4 separate regions of the Mus musculus genome follow, and all the other regions are linked to region 1. A link is a contact called in public Hi-C, HiCAR-type and promoter capture Hi-C data. All regions are on one chromosome and are shown on one strand. The core of a region is the stretch at or near the end of the contact, and the rest is flanking DNA. Distances in the headings are between cores, read along the strand shown.

Region 1 (2,700 bases), core at 181-2,680:
CTTCTTCACCTGCCTACCTTGTGGGACTGAGCAACTGCTAGATCCTTGGACTTCCATTCACAGCTGCTGCTCACCATTGTTGGGGAGTTTGGGCTACAGACCGCAAGTCATCAATAAATTCCCTTGCTATATAGAGACTTTCCATAGGTTCTGTGACTCTAGAGAACCCTGACTAATACAACCCCTTACAGGTTTATACAGTTGTAGGTGCAGTTCATTATTCATCTCTGGAAATAAGTTTTCAATTATTTCCAGAAATATTATTTCAACTTCATTTGTTTTGTTCTGTCTCAGGCATTTATATATAAAAAAGAATATGTTTGTCTATCTATTTTTTTTAAGATCTATTTATTTATTATATGAAAGTACATTGTAGCTGTCTTCAGACACTCCAGAAGAGGGCATCATATTTCGCTATGGATGGTTGTGAGCCACCATGTGGTTGCTAGGATTTGAACTCGGGACCTTCAGAAGAGCAGTTGGCGCTCTTATCCACTGAGCCATCTCGCCAGCCCCTGTCTATCGACTTTTGAGACAGGGTCTCACCTATGTAACTCTCTGGACATCCTGGAACTCCCTATGTAGACAGGCTGGCCTCAAACTCACAGAGATCTGCCTGCCTGCCTCCTAAGTGCTGGGATTAAAGGCCTACACAACCACAATCAGCCCTAAATAGAGATTTTTTTTTTTTTTTAAATTTTACTGGACCAACACTCTGAGTCTTCCACTCCTGCCACCATTCCGTGAGCATTCTTGTTTGCCTTTGCTAATTTGTTTTTGTGGCACACGAGTTACATTTGTTAAATCTTGCCTCAAATCTTCAAAACACCCTGACATCACTGTTAATCGTTTTACAACTGAATTTAGCAAATGGACTTTACTAAGCTTAGTCCTTTTTTATCTCTTTCATCACTTATTTCAAGAGTAGGCATTCCTTACTTAGCGTTTCCCCTTTTACCACATTGTAAAAAAACAAAAAACAAACCATTCCCTAGTGTATGACTAATATAACGTAAAGATCCTCATTGAAAACAAACCACGCTTTTATTAAAATTAAAAAAAAAATCTTTTCAACATGTTTTGGCAAAGAGGACAACTACGGAGCGTTCTAAAGCACAAATTGAAAGCTGTGCGAAAGAACGTCCGTGATGTCATCTCCGTGCGCCCCGTCAGGGCCAATCGCCTGGCGCGTAGCTTTGTGCTGCGGTTGCTCCAGCGCCGGGCGCGTCCTTAATCGCACAATCCCAGCTTCCGGCGCGCCGCCCAGAGCGGTCCGAGCGCGCAGGCGCCCTAGCCCATGTCGGCGTCTCCCGGTTTCAGTGGTTAGACCTGGATCCGGAGCCGCCTTGAGGCGGGGCTGGGCCTTCCCGGCGGCCAATGGCGCCCCGGGTGAGGGTTGAGGAGTGGGAGGTGCTGGCCCTCCTGAGGTGCGGATCTCCTTCAGCGCGGGTGCCGGGCCGCCTGGTCGTCATGGAGGAGGTCGTGGCTGAAGAGCTCGATGATGAGGAGCAGCTGGTGAGAAGGCATCGGAAGGAGAAGAAGGAGCTGCAAGGTGACGGGAAAGGGGCTGGGAATGTAAGAGGCGTCCACACCCAAGGCTGGGAGCGTGGAGTGTGTCCTCTGGTACCTGGACGGGCACACGTCCTGGATCCGTCTAGGCTTTCCCTCAGATAACTTTTGATCAGTCTTCTCCAGCTTTCCCCATTCCCTCGACCCCCTTATTTGCAGTCCCCGGAGATGTCCCCGTGTGCGACCTGCCGTGGACCCCTAGCGGGTCCGGTGCACGTGCTGCTGCTGAGTGATGTGCCTGGAGACCAAAGTCTTGGACCTCCTCTTCCTCCCTTCCCATTCCTGCCCCCGATCCCGACGCCTGGCCTTAGTGGTGTGGTCTGAATTGCTTCTCCTTGGCTTGTCGGTCACAGAGAAAGATATTTAAAAGGCAGAAGTTTTACCTTAGTATAGTTTTTTAACCTTGGTTTTGCCCTGTCAAACCAAACAAATTCGAGATTGTGTTTACGTTGGGTCGCAAGCCTCATCCGGACCTTTCTCCGTAGCTGATTGTTGTGTCATGATTAATTGCTTCTATAATTACTTTACATTCTATAATTGTACCTCTTCCCACCCTCTTAACTGCTTTTCGCTTTTTGGTCCGGGGGCTCTGACACGGCTGTTTTGATGACTTTTTTTAGCCAAAATTCAGGGAATGAAGAACGCTGTTCCCAAAAACGACAAAAAGAGGAGGAAGCAGCTCACGGAAGATGTTGCTAAATTGGAAAGAGAAATGGAGCAAAAACACAGGGAAGAACTGGAGCAATTGAAGCAATTGACTTTCAAGGACAGTAAGGTATGGGGAGCGAAGCTTGTCTCTGAGCCCGAGCAAACAGCTGTCTGAGTGTGTTGAACTGCTTATTGAATACGGTCTCAAAATTCTGAAATCGAGTCATACAGTCACACATCACATTTCCTCGACATTAGTTTTTTTAGACAGAGTGCCTTGTAGTCTAGGCTGTCACCCATGTGGATTTGGAGCAGAGGCTAAACCTTGAACTTTAACTTCAGATCCTACTGGTGTGACTTCACAAGTGCTGGGATTACAGGCATGCACCACCACACCTAGCTGTACATTTCTTTAGTATTTTTGTGACCAGGTTTATGGGCAGATTTTCTTTTTTTAAATGGAAGAACAGCAAAAAAGTGCCT
Region 2 (2,700 bases), core at 182-2,681, 300 kb after region 1:
TCATAAGGGAATGCACCTAGATAAATATCTGTGTACAAATAATGGCTGCCAAGACCAGCCCTAAACCTGTATACATATGAACACTTAGCAGACTTGGGAGACTCTAGTTATGTGCATATGTCAAACCATGATAATTAAAGAAGAAGAGGTCATGAATTTGAGAGGGAGTAGGAAGACATAGGCAGATGAAAGGGGAAGAGGTAGGGGCGGAACTGATGTCTATATAGTGCTTTTGTCTGAAATTCTCACAAAAATTAAATTAAATAATATAGAGCCAGATGGTACTGCAATTGCTTAGCTGTCTAATAAATTCTAGCCTCTAGGCTGTGTGTTCATTTGTTTTTTGTTTTTAAGTGTCAAGATCCTAAAATCCCCAAGTCCTTCTGTAAGTATGGAGATTGGTTGGGAGGAGTGGGGCTCAATACTCTGATGACGTACTGTTCTGCTACACTCAGGCAGGCTCAGCACCGAGGAAAGGTAGAACTCAGAATCATAATGGGAAGTGGAAGTTACAGTAAACTTGCAACTCTATTGTGCATAGGATTAAATATATCATAGGCTAGGGAGGAGAGATACAGTGTGTGCAATAAGGGCTAAAATGATGGCTAGATAAATGATGGCTAGTTCTTCTGAATTAAAGGGAACAACTGCGTCCCAGCCTATAGGGTGGCAGGCTGGGATGACCTCATGATAAAAACATATAAAGCAGAAGGTTTTTAAGGTAAAACCCCCTCCATTCGCTTCCACGGGTTTAGCTTTGCAAAACTGCTTATTTTAAACCAGTTTTATGTGGATAAGGCACAAGAAAATTGTTTCACATCTAAAATAAATCCACTCTAGAGATATTTATTTCAGACTTGTTTAAGGAATGAATGCGTCTTTATATATCTATTTTCTCAAGATTTCCCGTTTCCTTTCTAAGCAAACATTTTGTGTTTTGTGTTTCTTTTCTTCAGATAAAGAATTCCACACTGTATTTTATTTCACAGCCTGCCTCCAATTCCTCCTCGATCCACCCCTCCCCACCCGCTACTCACCCAGCTTCATGCTTTTTTTTTTTTTTTTTTTTAATGTGGTTCAATTTGTGTTGCCTAAATGCTGCAAGAGTCAGGCTATGCCCTAGAGCCTGTGGTTAACCCACCAGAGGCCACACCCCTAGAGAAACCTGATTCTCTTTCTCCTGCAAACTTTGAATTGCAGCAGAGTCCTCTTTTAGAGGTGGAGTTTTGTGCTTACTTCTCCCCTCTTCGCAGGTTTATTTTGTCCAGTTTAAGCTTGCTCATGTCTTATATACTCTGTTGCATATGAGCTAGTTTATAAATGTAGTTGTCTTGCTGTACTCAGAAACTAATTTTGCTGTAGTCATCCACTGCCTCTGGCTTTTACAATCTTTCCAACCCCTCTGAAATAACCCCTCAGCCTCAGGAAGAGGGTGTGTGATACAGCTGTCACCAAGATTTTATCCTATTTTTAGGTTACAGAGTGGGGTTTCAATCTCTTGTTGTGGATAACTTGAAGTTATGTTTTTGAAAGTATTTTAAAACATCGAAGTAGAAAGAAAACAAGCTAGCATTGCAGGTATAGGCAAATGTGTAGATTATTGGGGAAAATAATTTGAAAATAATTCAGTCTACTATTTTATAAATATATGGTTTTATGTTTAAACGTGTAACCTTTCTTGGTTTCATAATTTTTATTTATTTATTTATTTTTGCAGTTGAAGCTATGTTCATCACTAAGCTTAGAAATACCAGGTTTATATTATAAAATCTTATGAGATTATAATTTCAAGTGGTGGGCAAACTTCTAAAGTTAAAATTCCAATTAGAAGAGATTTTTTTTTCCTAAAAATCTTTGAAGTCCTTCTAAGAACTAAGTCAGTCCTGATATTTTAGCCTTTATAGGGAAGTGGGCTTTTATAAATAACTATCTTTCTAGGAGTAGATCTAAAACCAGTGTTTTATTCAATTTTATTCAGTTAGTTTAAGCCATTCAATTAGGCTTTGAGAAGAGTGACAAACTATATCAGTTATTTATGCAGTAATCATAGCGCTTGGAGAATAGTGACAGACTATATCAGATATTTGTACAGTAATCACAGCAAATAGAAACCTGTTGAGAGTGAGAAAAACCTGCAAATAGCTACGTGTAATATCATTATGTTCAATAAGAAATGATGGAAACTTGACATATTTTTGAGCACATACATAGCAACCAACTATTTACCAATCTGAAGTCTAGTACTTGGGGCTTGATCAATGGTTGGCAATGCTTACAGGTAAAGCAAGGAACCTTCCCAGTTATATTGTTGAAGGCTGATGGAGCCCTGGTATGCTTCTGTGTTTCTGGGTTTTTATTCCCATTACATAATGTATTTTTGGGCTGGTGAGATAACTTAGTGGGTAAACACACTTTCTGCCAAACCTGATGAATTGAGTTTGATCCCTGAAGCCCACATGGAGAAAGGCAAGAAGCAGCTCTAATAGCTTCCATCTGGCCTCTGTACTCCACTCACCTCATAACCTGCTGCCCTTTGTGAAAGGAAAGAGACAGAGAGACAGTGGAGAGAGCGAATTCATAAGGAAGTCAGTTTTTAGAGATTTGTTCACTGGAGTGCTGTTGAATACAATTGTGAGGATTTTACACTTGTGAGAAAAGTGAGAAAGAAGTAGCCACATTTTTTTTTCTGTGTCTCTAGGG
Region 3 (2,895 bases), core at 362-2,861, 490 kb before region 1:
CATGGCCTCCGCATCAGCTCCTGCTTCCTGGCCTGTTTGAGTTCCAGTCCTGACTTCCTTGGTGATGAACAGCAGCATGGAAGTATAAGCCGAACAAACCCTTTCCTCCCCAACTTGCTTCTTGGTCATGATGTTTGTGCAGGAATAGAAACCCTGACTAAGACAATAGCCAGTAGGATATTTACATCTTCATTTTGATATCATTAAAAGGCAAATAATAACTTTAAATAAAATTATTATTTAAATATTATTTTCATATTTTATTTTCCAGCTAGAATTTTCTTACTTATTAAAAATCTAAAATAAATATCTGAATATGAAGAAGTTGACAAACCTAATGTGCTATGCTTTATAAGGTACAATCTTTTCCCCCCTCCCCTCTGCTTCTATGAGGGTGCTCCCCAGGCACCCATGCACTCCTGTCTCATTGCCCTAGTATTCCTCTACATTGGGGCATCAAGTCCCCACAGGACCAAGGGCCTCCCTTTCCACTGATGCCAGATAAGTCCATCCTCTGCTACATAAGCAGCTGGAGCCATGGGTCCCTTCATGTGTATTCTTTGTTTGGTGGTTTAGTCCTTGGGAGTTCTGGGGCTTCTGGTTGGTTGATATTATTGTTCTTCCTATGGGGTGTAAGGCACAATCTTAAGAAAACATAAGAAACAATAATGGCACTAAAGGGAATGGAAAATTATTGTAAAAATAAATCTTGAAGACAGTGCCTATTTTAAAATCTTCTGTCTATTTTATTTACGTTGGTATGGGCAAAGAGAGTAACAGCAAGTCTGCAAACAAGTCTACAAAAGAGGAAGAAATACTCAAGTATGCTCTGAAGCAACCAACAGTAGTAAAATGTAAATATGAACTTGCGATCCAGAAAAATTGGGCAAAGACTGGTTATGTTCCAGAAAAATTGGGCAAAAACTGGTTATAATCTATGACCTGTTGCAATTAAACAAAGTCAAAGTTATATTTGAATTAAGGCATAAACAAACAAGTCAAACATATGTTTGAAATCACAGTCAAATATTCTGTTCAGAGCAGAATGCATATATCCTTTCCCTGGAATGAATACAAAGACAGAGAAATACATTTTCTGGCTTAAGAGGATGGGAAAGGATCAGCAGCCAGGGAGAAGGGAGGCAGGGAGATGGTTTTCAGTTGGTAAATGAGCCTACCATGGAAATCTGACAACCCGAGTCTTATCTATCTCTGGAGAAGGACAGAGAGGGTATGAGCATCATGGAAAGCTACTATCATCAGTGGTCAATGTACAGTGAATATATTCACATTACAAAACTATAGTAATGGATAAAGAATCAAGGATCCTAAGGGCTGAAGAGATGGCCCAGTGCTTAAGAGCTCTAGCTACTATTTCAGAAGACCTCAGTTTGTTTCCCTGCATCCATACAGCAGCTCATAAAGTGTGTAACTCAAGTTCCCGATCATCTAGCGCTCTCTCCTAGTGCTTTCACGGGCACCAGGAACCCATCATGTATGTATACAGGCATACATTCAAACAAATGTTGAAAAAGTACCAAATGTCCTATTAGTCCTGTCTTACCTAAAATTTGCATGGCCTTGCCAAGTCTCCCAGTACTCGCCTTCTGTTCAGTAGCACCTCCCAGCTGCCACTTTCTAGGTCAGTTTTGTGACTGCTCAGAAAACTCAGATTAGCAAGGCTAACAAACAGAAAAGACAGGAAGAGAAGAGGGAGGGAAAATAGAGTGATGAGGGAGAAAATAGCTGATTTAAGCAGTATTAGTGAAAACCACAGGCCACAGAGCTCTGAGCGTTGACTAAGCAGAGAGGACAGAGCCACACAAATACCACTGCTAAACCAAGGCAGAAGCCAGGCTACAGTCATGTGTTATTTCGCCACCATGTGTCCAAGGAATGGATATCAGCTATTACAAATTGGATCTGGAATACAGACATTGAAGCAAGCAGTGTGGTACATGCTGAAAGAAGAGAGGACAGGAGTCCATAGAGAGCATTGGAGAAGCAGCTATTGTGAATCTGGACAGAGGGAAAACTCATCAGCTGAGACAAAAGGTGTGCAAGGGAGCTGGCCAGGCAAACACTGGAGAATGAGCTTCTGGGGCAGAATAAATGGATTCAGTAAACATCCACATGGAAGGAGAGTGTTACCAGAGAAGTGAGGTATCTCGACCTCTAGAAGAGTGTAGATCTGGAGGAAGGTGGATGGGACCTTGAAGACATTCCAAGGTCTAACATGTCAAAGCCAATATAGCAAAAATCACTGAAACTGTAACCAAATAACTTGAAAAAAAAATCACTAACCCATGACTCTTCATTCATGTATAAATTTACTTCTAAACTTGAACCAATTAAGATAATTAAGACTAAAAGATAACTAAAATTTTTGCAAGGACTCTTGAATCCCACTGTGGCTTTTAATTATTACCTTCCCGTTGGAAATGAGTCCAGCTTGTCCTGAAAATGGCCTTTGAATTTAGTCACCTGATCCTAGTTCTATGGCTTGCACTTTTCTCTTGGGAACAGTCTTTTAAAAAACCTCTGGTTATTTGGATTTTTTAAATGCTTGTTACATTTTAGAAGCTTTAGAAGTTTAACTCTCAACTTATGAGAAATCCTGGTATTGTGTACCTTCAAAGAGTCTTAAACTTAGCACACTCCAGATTGTTTCTAATCATGTTTAATCAATAAAAAAAAGCTTCTCCCCACCCCCAGTGCTGGAGAGATAGTAGGTGTTAGAAGTGCTTGCTACATTTTCAAAGAATCCAAGTTCAGTTCCCACCACCAGTATCTCATGGTAACCATCTCTTGTAAGCCCCGCTCCAGGAAATCTGATACTCCTTCTGAACTCCTGGGGTATCCAAATACATATGGCATGTACTCGGACACACACAT
Region 4 (3,013 bases), core at 406-2,905, 330 kb after region 1:
TAGACAAAATTTCTCTCTAGCCACGAACCTGTGCAACAAGCTGGCTACATACTCCCCAAACTATAGAAAAAGGACAAGGGGAGGAATGGTGCTCTCACCCGAAGAACATGAATGCAAGAAGAGAATGCAGGCAACAACGGAGGAAACAATGCAGGGCACCAGGTTCACTAGATTCAGAGTCGTTAAACTGTTTCCAGGTGTTCATTCATTTATTCATGTGTGTGCTTACGTATATATTCAAGAGTGTGTGTGTGTGTGTGTGTGTGTGTGTGTGTGTGTGTGTGTGTGTAAGACAGCGAGAGGGGAAGGGAGAGAGGGAGGGAGAAAGAGATAGAGGGAGAGGGGGAGGGGGAGGGGGGAGGGGAAAAGGGAGAGGGAGAGGGAGAGGGAGAGGGAGAGGGAGAGGGAGAGGGAGGAGAGGGAGAGGGAGGAGAGGGAGAGGGAGAGGGAGAGAGACCTAGACCTCGAGACTTTTGGGAGTTGTTTCTCTCCTTTGGATTCCATATGGACTCCAGGGATTGAATTTCAGTTTCTGACTTGGCAGCAAGGGCCTTTATCTACTTAACCATATACCTACCCAGACCCATTGAATCTTAAATCTTGAAGATTAACCTCTTTAGTCTGTCGATTCTCCACCTTCTGGACTCTCTAGAGTGGAAGTCTTCCTGCTAAATCTCCACAGAATTGCTTCCAAAGTCTGTAGTGCTGGAAGCTGTCAAAGCCTGAGAAGTCTCAAGCCGCTCCCACCGAGCCATCCCTATTTTTCTCAGTTCACAGTGTGTCACACACTGACACTGTGATTGTTGGTGTCACTTCATTTCTAGTCCTGCTGATGTGGCTGATTAAATTTATAATGTGACAGTCTATGGCAACCATTTTATGTCTTTGTCTGGTTCTTGTCCCACTTCCTGAAAGAGTTGACATGGCAGACAGTGGGGTGTACAAATGGGATTTCTTTATTGTCAGTTTAGAATCAACTTTTAAACAGAAAAAAAAAAATCTTAAAGCCGATTGAGATTTTGGCCTTAAAGGAAACAGGTTTGACCCTTTCGGGAGTCAGGATGGTCCTGAATTACACCTCAAAAGCACTTAGAGGGCTTAGGAGCACTCAGACTAAAAGTGTTCCCATAAGGGCACAGTGAGTTCGTAGGTCGTTGGCAGGAACACTAGAGCTTCAGGTCTCAGAAGTGGTGGATCTTAGAAGCTAGAAGCAACTATGATGACAAATTCCCTTCTGCAGCATGGCTTCCCTTCTTCAACGAGGATTTTTTTTTTTTTTTTTTTTTTTGAGGTGGCAGGAGGCAGGAGGCAGGAGGCAGGAGGCAGGAGGCAGGAGGCAGGAGGCAGGAGGCAGGAGGCAGGAGGCAGGAGGCAGGAGGCAGGAGGCAGGAGGCAGGAGGCAGGAGGCAGGAGGCAGGAGGCAGGAGGCAGGAGGCAGGAGGCAGGAGGCAGGAGGCAGGAGGCAGGAGGCAGGAGGCAGGAGGCAGGGAGGCGTTCTCTTCTTGCCTGGGGTCTCTATGAGCCAAGCTCCCAACCCAGGTTAGAGGCTTCATGTGATTGGGACACCCTGATTGGCTAAATATGGGCATGTGAATGAGGTGAAAGACAGCAGGGATGAGAGACGCACTGTAAAAGATGTGTGTAGGAGGGAGCAGGAAAACAGAGCCACCAAAAATTGCCAGAAGCTAACAATCAGGTCCAAAGGTCCCATCTCTGCCAGGGGAGGGAATCTCCAGGGAAAGTTTTTGTTCTTGGTTATTAAGTCAAATTTGCAGGCTACTTACTACTTCCAGATGGGGATTTCCACTCAACAAGCTTTTGTTTGTTTTGTTTTCTGTTCCTTTTTTCAGTTTCTGGGACAGCACTAATATCAATGGCATTCTTCTATTGCTTTTATTTGGGTCTCTGTATGGAAACTGCAGGGCTTTACCTGGGCTGTATTTGGAAGAATCTAGCCCTAACAATAGGTCACAGCTACAAATACCTCTTTGTTAAATGTTCTCCCTCATCTTTGCTACAATTTTCAAAGAAGTTGTTTCTTATTTTATACTAATGGATAAGCTGAGGATTCTCCCAGTTTTCACACACAGAGACACACACACACAAAGAGATACACACACAGAGACACCCACAGAGACACCCACAGAGACATGCATACAGACACACACACACACAGACACACGCACACAGACACACATACACATACACAAACACAGACAGACACACACACACAGAGACACACAGAGAGAGAGACACACACACAGAGAGACAGACACACATACAGACACACACACACACAGACACACAGACACATTCAATTCTTGCCTTTCATAGTTTACTATATAAGCAACCAGAAGGAACAAGTCATTCCTTCAAGGCTTTGCCTGGGCTAGGGAGTAAAATTGGAGAATTCTCAGTCTGTATGTATAAATGTGGAGGGGGTATGGCAACCACCAGCCTGCAATTCCAGCCTGGGAGGGTAGAGCCTAATTCAGCCCAGTTCTCTGACAATGTGTAGCAAAAGTTGCCTCTTCTGGTTTCTAATAATATGTCTTCTTTTGTGTATTTTTTTCATGGCTACATTCCTACCATCTCTCGGTTAATGATCATTTATTTATTCTTCAGAATGGAGGCTTTGTCTATAACTTGTCTTTTGCTTTGTAGCCATGACTGTAATTGCTTTTAAAGTACATCTTCTACCAACAGAAATCTGGGCTCTTAGTATCCATCTCAAAACTCTGACCTCTACCAATTTTTCAGTTCCCAAAGCTCCTTCCATATCTTTTAGGTTATAGCAGAAGTTCTCAGTTTAGCAACAAAACCCATCAGTCTGTTTGAGCATCTGTAACCAAATACTAAATGCTTATGGCTGAAACAGGAACAAAGTTCTATTTTAGAGGTTAGAAATACAGTTAAGGTGCAGACCAATTTGGTCTCTGGTAAGTACATTCCCCTTGGTTTCTAGTTGGATGCTTTTTCTGTGTGTCTTTATGGTAGAAGAAGCTATTTTTAT

What was found. Promoter capture Hi-C pulls out the DNA fragments that hold promoters and counts their contacts. A called contact is a pair of places that touch in the nucleus more often than the background predicts. HiCAR-type assays count read pairs that join an accessible place to other places.
Region 2: a promoter capture Hi-C map of cranial neural crest shows a contact between it and region 1. The contact joins the enhancer-like site here to the promoter of Otud6b in region 1. A contact is called at or near these places in 2 of 39 promoter capture datasets (cranial neural crest and frontonasal cranial neural crest), 6 of 484 Hi-C or Micro-C datasets (embryonic stem cells, large pre-B cells and reprogramming fibroblasts), 10 of 115 datasets of contacts at active chromatin or transcription factors (the 230-238 cell line, the SCID.adh cell line, T-cell acute lymphoblastic leukemia and 5 more) and 1 of 9 other capture datasets (adipose tissue).
Region 3: a Hi-C map of cerebellar granule neurons shows a contact between it and region 1, with 3 times the contacts expected there. The contact joins the enhancer-like site here to the promoter of Otud6b in region 1. A contact is called at or near these places in 6 of 39 promoter capture datasets (the 3T3-L1 cell line, the C10 cell line, the HPC-7 cell line and 3 more), 51 of 484 Hi-C or Micro-C datasets (the AML12 cell line, B cells, the Ba/F3 cell line and 36 more), 13 of 115 datasets of contacts at active chromatin or transcription factors (the SCID.adh cell line, T-cell acute lymphoblastic leukemia, bone marrow-derived dendritic cells and 7 more) and 1 of 9 other capture datasets (liver).
Region 4: a HiCAR-type map of astrocytes shows a contact between it and region 1, with 2.1 times the contacts expected there. The contact joins the enhancer-like site here to the promoter of Otud6b in region 1. A contact is called at or near these places in 1 of 39 promoter capture datasets (cranial neural crest), 3 of 15 datasets of contacts at CTCF or cohesin (embryonic stem cells, pro-B cells and stem cell-derived epiblast-like cells), 41 of 484 Hi-C or Micro-C datasets (the HL-1 cell line, the MC3T3-E1 cell line, MC3T3-E1-derived osteoblasts and 22 more), 6 of 115 datasets of contacts at active chromatin or transcription factors (astrocytes, embryonic forebrain, embryonic limb bud and 2 more) and 1 of 9 other capture datasets (embryonic stem cells).

What each region holds. Positions count from the first base shown.
Region 1 is chr4:14,825,143-14,827,842 of GRCm38.p6, reverse strand. Otud6b (OTU domain containing 6B) reads left to right here and starts at 1,430. Exons shown (of 7, transcript NM_152812.4): 1 at 1,430-1,552; 2 at 2,190-2,344. The coding sequence starts at 1,471.
Region 2 is chr4:14,524,567-14,527,266 of GRCm38.p6, reverse strand. Slc26a7 (solute carrier family 26, member 7) reads left to right here. Exons shown (of 19, transcript NM_145947.2): 12 at 2,699-2,700. Among named protein-coding and RNA genes, the nearest start is that of Slc26a7, 96 kb to the left of the region's middle. Within about 2 kb of position 1,431, at least 12 of the 459 cell types and tissues checked have an H3K27ac peak or open chromatin away from gene starts, as enhancers often do. A contact at or near this core is called in heart atrium, where this site is marked.
Region 3 is chr4:15,310,862-15,313,756 of GRCm38.p6, reverse strand. The region is part of intron 2 of Gm29883 (a long non-coding RNA gene); the gene reads right to left. All of the region lies in intron 1 of Gm29829 (a long non-coding RNA gene), which reads left to right. Among named protein-coding and RNA genes, the nearest start is that of Gm29829, 5.1 kb to the left of the region's middle. Within about 2 kb of position 1,611, at least 9 of the 459 cell types and tissues checked have an H3K27ac peak or open chromatin away from gene starts, as enhancers often do. A contact at or near this core is called in the MNK3 cell line, the P5424 cell line, cerebellar granule neurons and 2 more, where this site is marked.
Region 4 is chr4:14,498,678-14,501,690 of GRCm38.p6, reverse strand. No RefSeq gene overlaps it. Among named protein-coding and RNA genes, the nearest start is that of Slc26a7, 120 kb to the left of the region's middle. Within about 2 kb of position 1,655, at least 10 of the 459 cell types and tissues checked have an H3K27ac peak or open chromatin away from gene starts, as enhancers often do.